Linked DNA regions of Sus scrofa: all the other regions are linked to region 2. A link is a contact called in public HiChIP or PLAC-seq data. All regions are on one chromosome and are shown on one strand. Each heading gives the region's core, a stretch centred on a gene start, on an enhancer-like site or on the middle of the called end of the contact. The rest is flanking DNA. Distances are from core to core; before and after follow the strand shown. Region 1 has its middle 25 kb from the start of ESYT3. Region 2 overlaps PIK3CB (phosphatidylinositol 4,5-bisphosphate 3-kinase catalytic subunit beta isoform). Region 3 has its middle 34 kb from the start of FOXL2.

The links. HiChIP or PLAC-seq counts read pairs in DNA pulled down with a chosen protein or histone mark.
Region 1: a contact with region 2 is called in an H3K27ac HiChIP or PLAC-seq map of alveolar macrophages. The contact joins two enhancer-like sites. A contact is called at or near these places in 2 of 47 Hi-C or Micro-C datasets (both in embryonic fibroblasts) and 1 of 2 datasets of contacts at active chromatin or transcription factors (alveolar macrophages).
Region 3: an H3K27ac HiChIP or PLAC-seq map of alveolar macrophages shows a contact between it and region 2. The contact joins two enhancer-like sites. A contact is called at or near these places in 2 of 5 promoter capture datasets (fetal liver and liver), 30 of 47 Hi-C or Micro-C datasets (adipose tissue, alveolar macrophages, blood and 15 more) and 1 of 2 datasets of contacts at active chromatin or transcription factors (alveolar macrophages).

Annotation. Positions count from the first base shown.
Region 1 is chr13:79,219,320-79,222,019 of Sscrofa11.1, reverse strand. No RefSeq gene overlaps it. Among named protein-coding and RNA genes, the nearest start is that of ESYT3, 25 kb to the left of the region's middle. Within about 2 kb of position 1,384, at least 13 of the 83 cell types and tissues checked have an H3K27ac peak or open chromatin away from gene starts, as enhancers often do. A contact at or near this core is called in alveolar macrophages, where this site is marked.
Region 2 is chr13:79,467,976-79,470,675 of Sscrofa11.1, reverse strand. It overlaps PIK3CB (phosphatidylinositol 4,5-bisphosphate 3-kinase catalytic subunit beta isoform), which reads left to right. Exons shown (of 25, transcript XM_021069526.1): 15 at 1,041-1,162. Among named protein-coding and RNA genes, the nearest start is that of FAIM, 71 kb to the right of the region's middle. Within about 2 kb of position 1,440, at least 9 of the 83 cell types and tissues checked have an H3K27ac peak or open chromatin away from gene starts, as enhancers often do. A contact at or near this core is called in alveolar macrophages, fetal liver and skeletal muscle, where this site is marked.
Region 3 is chr13:79,674,313-79,677,012 of Sscrofa11.1, reverse strand. No RefSeq gene overlaps it. Among named protein-coding and RNA genes, the nearest start is that of FOXL2, 34 kb to the left of the region's middle. Within about 2 kb of position 1,297, at least 43 of the 83 cell types and tissues checked have an H3K27ac peak or open chromatin away from gene starts, as enhancers often do. A contact at or near this core is called in alveolar macrophages, fetal liver and skeletal muscle, where this site is marked.

The DNA.
Region 1 (2,700 bases), core at 135-2,634, 250 kb after region 2:
AAATGATACGTCTAATTGTATCTGCTGTTCCAGTTGAGGGTCTCTTACTAGATCAAATCAACATAGACTCTCGTACCCAGAAGACTGCAGTTGATCTCAAATGTTCTAATGCTTTTTTATTGTAGCAATTAGAAAACAGGAGAGAAAAGGTTGCTTTCACCTGGTAGAGAAATACACCATTTTCCTCAGCATGATGTCACCTCTCTGTTTCTGTACTACAACTTAGATGCATAAGACTTAGAAGCATAAGACACTGTCTTCCTATCCCATTGGACATCATGCTAGAGTAAAATATTGATGATGTCATGATGATCATGATGATCAAATCTGGACCTGGTCTGGGAATTGAGACCCCGCTTCAAGCCACTGCACACTGTAGCAAAAAACCAAAACCAAAACCAAAAACACCCAAACTGTTCTGACACCTTCCAGCATCATTAAGCAAGCCTTGCCTGCATGGTGCCACCAGCTCCATTTTCATAGGAAATCAGTCTACCTTTTCCTTCTCACCATACATATTTGGGGGATGTGGATGGCAATGCTGAGTTCTATGAAATTCCTCTCCCAGAGGTGACTCGAAGGGAAAGGAATGAACTTTTCACACTTTCTGCCAACATTTTATTTGAGGTTGTGAGCTTCCTAAAGACTCAGGGATGAGAGGCACAGACCCATCCCTCCGTATACCACACCGATCGCTTCCAGGCCTGGTACTTCCCTGGGGGGAGGGACTGGGTGTGAGCAGCCCTCCCCCTTCACGAGGTCACAGAGCCACCTCACCATCTCAGGGCAACCTCGCCTTGCCTCAGAACAGAAAGATTGTGTCGCTGCTGGAAACAAGAGAGATTATGAAATCTGATGATCTGTGAAGTTGTCGGTCACAAGTTGGGGTTCTATTCGCTAAGCAACTGTCATGAAAACATTACACATTTTCATCAAGATAAAGCCACAATAGCTTTGAGCACCATCATATGGGAAAATACCGATCACAGCCCTGGCAACCACCAACCGCACCACTGACAAAACACTTCAGCCCCTTGGAAATCATGGATTAGACCCACTGGAGCTCTGGCGAGGGATTTGGCAATGTCTGTGGAGAGGGATTCCTGTCACCACAGAAGAGCGCAGGCCAATGGGTCTCAGACTTCCCCAGGCAGCAGAATCACCTGAGGGCTTATTAACCATGGGTTGCTGAGCCCCACCCCAGAGTCTCTGACGTAATAAATCTGGGGTGGGGAGAATTTTTTACAAGTTCCCAGGTGCTGCGCAGTTACTGAGAACTGCTGGCCCAGCTGGGGGCTTTGGAATCTGCCCTGTCAATAAGCTCAATCTATGACTGAGGCCTGAGGGAGTCCCTCACACATTGTGTGAAGTGCTGGCTGCAGAGTGAACAGGCCAGAGGCCAGGGTCTTGGGCGTCTCCCAGGGAGCGGGTGTTTAGATCCAGAGGGGGGCAAGTGCTGGAGTTCACCCAACAGTTCCTAAGAGGGTCCACCAGCCTGGGCCTGTGTGAACCATTTGCCAAATTATGGTGAACTTGCTACACTCCGGATCCAGGGTCCCCAGGGTGTATGTTAATCTAGGTACAAGCGGCCCTGGGGGTGGGGGAGGGGGGCAGTCCCAGAGGGCAGGGCAGAGAGCAGGGGCAGGCGGTAGAGGGGCTGACCTTTGGCATCCCAGGACTGCTCTGCAGCTGAAACCAGAGGCCTTCCCTACAAACACGGTGAGGCTGGAAAGGGATCCATCTGCTCTGTGATGGTGCCCCCTGGTGGACAAGGGGGACACTGGCCCAGCTTCCCAGGAATCTCAAATAGGGACGGATAATACATTCTACTAGTAGTGCGGCTACTACTACAGAAATAACACTGGATGGAAGTGGTTCAGCGGTAATGCACCTGGCTAGCATCCATGAGGACGAGGGTTTGGTCCCTGGCCTCGCTCAGTGGGTTGAGGATCTGGCATTGCTGTGAGCTGTGGTACAGGTCACAGACACAGCTCGGACCTGGTGTTGCTGTGGCTGTGGTGTAGGCTGGCAGCTGTAGCTCCAATTAGACCCCTAGCCTGGGAACCTCCATATGCCACGGGTGTGGCCCTAAAAAGACAAAAGACGAAAAAAAAAAAGATAGAAAGAAAAAAGAACAGCATCTGTGAAGTATGGGAGATTATTCTCCGTGAATGCCAGCACATAGCATTCTTTGAATCATTTAACTCTCACAGCAGCAGGGGTCAATACTCACGAGTCCATTTTTTGGATGAGGGAACCCAGGCCCATAGTGTTGGAATAACTCTCCAAGGTCTGTGAGGAAGTGTCCTCTGATTCCAGTTTGAGGTTGGCACGGAGGACACCCTTGGAGTCCTGGCTGTGCCACTCAGGCCTGTGAGAACTGGAGAGACCTACTGAACATCTCTGAAGCACAGAATCCTCCCCTGAGGGAAGTTTAGTGTCCTCCTGGGGGCACAGTGAGGGCCTTGCTGCTCTGCAGCCCAGGGGTGCCATTCACATAAATGCCGGGTCAGGGGTGTGCCCTCCTACCCACCTCACCGGACTGTGTAACCCGGGCCCTGCCCAGCCCAGAGCAAGCCCTCAACAAATGGCATTTCAGCTCTTTGCTCAACAGAGAGGCGTCTCTGTCAGTGAATCCCACCTCCTACCTTAGCCTTTGATACTAGACCGCCCAGAGAAAGTGCACGTCACTTCTGAAGA
Region 2 (2,700 bases), core at 191-2,690:
TCTTAAAAACGCTAAGAGTTAACATTAAATCCCAAATCAATTATAAAAATGTATTAACATTAAAAAGATAAAAAAAAACTCCCTCAAGATCATCCTATGTTGTTATTAATGAACTTCTTATGTATAAATTGCTTGTGGAGTTCCCACCATGGCGCAGTGGAAATGAATCTGACTAGGAACCATGAGGTTTCAGATTCTATCCCTGGCTAGCTCAGCAGGTCAAGGTCGCAGACACAGATCGCAGCTCGGATCTGGCGTGGCTGTGCCTGTGGTGTAGGCTGGCAGCAACAGCTCTGATTAGACCCCTAGCCTGGGAACCTCCATGTGCCAGGGGTGCGGCCCTAAAAAAAAAAAAAGTGCTTGTAATCAGGTTGAGCCCTGAAGCTAATATTCTTACTTTGAATTTTCCCGTAAGTATTTCTTGATCATTTCTCTCTGCTCTCTCCCTTCCCCCTTCCCCTCACCTTACCCCCCTCCCACCACCTTTCCTTCCTTTAAAAAAATTATTTAATGGGTAATGATTGTGGCATTCATAAATTCCAGGTAAGTAACATAATAGCTTGCTTTTATATACTTGCTTACCTTTTAGAATATTTCAACAGAGACAGTCTTTATTAATCTGTATTAACAAGAATGTATTTTTCAAAGAGTTCTCTTTGTGGCTCAGTAGTAACGAACCCAACTCATATCCTTGAGGATGTGGGTTTGATCCCTGGCCTCGCTCACTGGGTTAAAGGATCTGGCACTGCCGTGTGGTGTAGGCCATAGATTCGGCTCTGATCCCGAGTTGCTGCTGCTGAGGTGTAGGCCAGTGGCTACAGTTCTGATTTAACCCTTAGGTGGGAACTTACATATGCCATGGGTGTGGCCCTTTAAAAAAAAAAAAAAAAATAATAATAATAATAATGGACTTTTGATACCTCAGTAAACTGCAAGTTTGCTTCTCCTTTCTTTTGCTCCATCTCAGCTCCTGTGTACCAAGGAAAAATAGATCACTTTGCTAAATTTCTGAACCAGTTTCATTTTTTTTTTTTAAACAGCTTCAGGCACTACTTCAGATTTGGCCTAAACTGCCCCCGCGGGAGGCCCTGGAGCTTCTGGATTTCAACTATCCAGATCAGTACGTGCGAGAATATGCTGTTGGCTGCCTGCGACAGATGAGGTATCTCTTGCAGGTGGCTTTTTTTGGATCATGGAGTAACTTGTGGGTGGGAGGAGAAGTTGAGGTCTGCTTGAATGTCTCATAAGAAAAGAAAGGGCTTGGAATGATTTAGAGTTCGAAACACTTGTTCCCTTTCTCCCTTCCACTCTTTCATATGCTCAGCCTCTCATATTTACTTCATATTATAAAACAAAAAACAAACAAAAACTGGGTCAGCTGGTCCCCAATGTCACCCTCATGTTCCATGACTCTGAGTCAGGAAGAGTCATAGGACTCAGCATATAGTTACTCTTGGCTAATATTTATTACAACAAATGGATACAGAGCAAAATTGGGAAAGGGAAAAGATTCATGGGGCAAAGTCTGGAGGAAACCAGGCAGAAACCTCTAAAAGTCCTTTTCCTGTAGAGTCACGCTGAATACACTAAATTCCTCTAACAGCAGTTGTGACAACACACCCAAATATTGTCTACCAGGGGAGCTTGCTAGAGATTCGGTGGCCAGGGTTGTTTTTGTTTGTTCATTTGTTTGTTTTAGTGGGGGCGGCTAGTCTTACAAGTACCCTCTGCCTAGCATATCTCCAAATTCTAAACTCCTGGAAGGAAAAATGGGTGTTAAGCATAAACCATACTGTTTGCAAAAAACCAGTCTAGTCCCAGTGAGCCACTCTTATCTGTTAGGGCAGTGAGAAGCCTTCTGAAGTCTATGTTCCCAGATATCAGCCAAGGGCTAACCTTGTAAGCATGCTTTTTCAAAGAATAGCACTCAGGGTTGCTACTATGTTAACTCTTTCCTGTCTGCTACCCAGAATTAAGAAGTGTTAATATTTTGTCTTTTTTTTTAAGTTTGTATTTTTATACAATTAACATTACAGTTAAAATCCTCATAGTGTGCTCACTCAGTCCTGATACTTACACTTCCCAGAGGTAACCATTATAACAAATTTGGTGTGTATCCTTCTATACCAGGTTTTCCTTTTTTTACCACACTTATATGTCTATAAAATATAGATATAATATTGTATATATAAAAATCACATAAATGTGTCTTTCCATAAGTATTTTTTTTTAAATTCAACATTAGGTTTTTGAGATCATTCTCTCCCATTTCATATAAATGTAGTTTATTCCTTTCACTACTGTGTAATATTCTGTTTTGGGGTATACCTTATTTCCTCTATTTCCCTATGGAGAAACATTTTTAATTTTCTCAAAATTTCGTCATAACAAACACTGCTGCAGTGAACGTATTTGTAGAGTCCCTTTTGGGTAGTACATGTATGTGAATCAAGGGGATTTATTTAATGAAATGTCATTATTGAGGCAGTCTCAGACAAATGGCATTTTCAGGTTTATACATTTTCTTTCTAGCCTCAAAATGAGGGATTATACTGTATGATTATTTAAAAAAAACAAAGTTCGCAGAAAATTATGGATACTGTGACTTTTTTCCCTTCTTTTTAAAATAAATCATTTATGTTTTAAATTGTGTGATATCCAAAAGAAATTACACAAACTCTTCAATAGTGATTATTTTGG
Region 3 (2,700 bases), core at 48-2,547, 210 kb before region 2:
CTGCTGTGCAGCATAGGTTCAGTGCTTGGCCCAGGAATTCCCACGTACTGCCTGTGTGGCAAAAAAGAAAAAAAAAAAATACAAAAAAAAAAAGACACCCCAAAACACAAGAGAGAATCTGAAATAAACGTTGCAACTCTCATTAAAAGAGAAGATGTGGTACATATACACAATGGAATAATACTCAGCCATAAAAAAGAACAAAATAATACCATTTGCAGCAACATGGATGCAACTAGAGATTCACACAAGTAAGTCAGAAAGACAAATACCTTATGATATCACTTATATGTGGAATCTAAAATACGGCACAAATGAACCTATCTACCAATCAGAAACAGACTCACAGACATGGAGAACAGACTCATGGTTGCCAAGGAGAAGGGGGGGAGGGAGTAGGATGAACAGGGAGTTTGGGGTTAGTAGATGCAAACTATTACATTTAGAATGGATAAGCAATGAGGTCCTACTGTACAGCACAGGGAATTATATCCACTCTCTTGGGATTGACCATGATGGAAGATAACACAGAAAAGGAATGTATCCAAATGTGTATGACTGGGTCATTTGCTGTATAGCCAAAATTGGCACAACACTGTAAATCGATACTTTAATAAAAACAAATGAATTCATTTTTTAAAAAACAAAACAAAAACAAATAAAATTGTCTTTGAGAGAGCAAGAATCTGACAAGGACAGAGTTCCCTTGTGGTGCAGTGGATTAAGGATCAAGCACTGAAGCGGCTTGGGTCACTGCTGTGGCACTGGTTGGATCCCTGGCTGGGGAACTTCTTCATGCCCTGGGTACGGCCAAAAAACCAAAAACTGACAAGAACAACAACAACAGCAAAACTGTAATCATGTTATGCAAAAAGAGAACAATGAGAAAATTTGGGAACTGCCCCTTGCCTCTCCCCTGACTGCACCCCAGACTCCTCCAGCTGCCTCCAGTGTGGTTTCCAGCCCTAGAGGTGGATGGGTGAGCCCTACCAACAGCAGGAAGGGAAGGCTGACCCTAGGTTAACAGTCCTACCAAGAACTAGGAAAGAGAACAAGCAAACCTGCACTTCCAGGGAATACACACCTATGTTCCAGTGAAGGGGAGGACTTCTAACAGAAACCGTGAGGTATTTTCTCCGTGTTTTTTTTTTAAAAACAATAACTATGCATTCCCTTTATAATCATACATGCCTTGTCAAAACTAGAATAAAAAGAACAGTATAGATAAGTGGCGGGGATAGAGTACAGAGGAGGGAGCCCTCCCACTTGGAGCCCTCACACCATCCGTGAAGGCAGGAAACGAAACTTGAGTGCCAACATCAACAGGAACCATCCTGTTTTTGTCATTCCTCAGCAATTCAAACCCCGTCCCACCTTAATGTGCCTATTTCCAACGATCCAGGGCCCCAACCACTAAGTGAAATGGACCCGGGTATTCTAGGTTAAGGGCAGGGCCTGGAGGAGACACCCACACCAGGTTCCCTTGGGCCAAGCAGGCCCTAAAGGCGCGCTTGGGTTGCGGGGTGAGGGCCGCGGCCACCAGGTGGCGCCCTGATATCTGCTCGGGCGGCAGGCGGCTCTTTCCTACCAAAAGGGAGCGGGACAGGGGGTCCATCACATCGTGCCCGAGGGGACGCGCTTGGGGAGCGGGACAGGGGGTCCACCACATCGTGCCCGAGGGGACGCGCTTAGTGCCCGCGGACCGTGGAAGCTCGATCCCAAACCCAGGACAGGGTCGAGGGACGTCAAGTCCCACCGAGGACTGGAGGGCCACCGCCTCTGCCTTCTGACCTCGCAGCCCCTCGCCTTCCGGGAAGGCGAAGGAAGATGAGACCGGAGCTGGGACGAGGTAAAGCCAGGCTGTCCCCAAATAAGGGGACCTGGCACTTGAAAAAAGCAAATCTTGCGGATGACGCCATGGAAGAAGGCACCAGAATCTCGACCTTCCTCCCCCTTCCCCGCCGGCCCCGCCCCGAGCTTCGCCCTTCCCTAGCCCTCCTTCCTCTTCCCGTCCCGGGCAAAAGCAGAAGTGTCTGCAAGTCCGGAGGAAACGAGCCCGGGAGCTCCTGTGGTTTCCAGCGCGCTGGCAGGAGGGAGGCCCCTCTGCAGCCCCGCGCGGCGCCGACTCTGGCTGAGGGTGGCCGCCAGAGGGCGCTGTGGTGCGGAAGGGCCGCGCCCCTGAGATCAGTCGCTGTCCATTTTGGGTGCCAAGTGACCTTGAGCCCAGCGGCAGAGAGTCTCTCTTGGCCCCTAGATCCTGGTAGGATTCCTGTCGAGCCCTGAGGGCAGGCCCTCTGTCCCACTGGCTGCTGCACCTCCTACTCCTGGAACAGAAAAGAATAAGCACCATATTCACCAAGCATTGGTGAATGCTCCCGGGCTCTTGTGAGGTTTATGTTTTGTTGTTGGGGGGGAGGGGGGAACTGGAAGATTGACAGTAAAAAGTAGTAAATAGGAGTTCCTGCTCCGGTGCAGTGGGTTAAAAACCCAACAGCAGCGGCTTGGGTCACCGTAGAGGTGCAGTTTGGATCCCCAGCCCATCGCAGTGGGTTAAAGGATCCAGCGTTGATGCAGCTGTAAGCCTAGGTCTCAGCTGTGGCTTGCATTCAGTTCCTGACCTGGGTACTTCCACAAGCTGTGGGTGCGGCCATTAAAAAAAAAAAAAAAAAAAAAGTAGTAAATAGATGTCAGAAGGAGAGA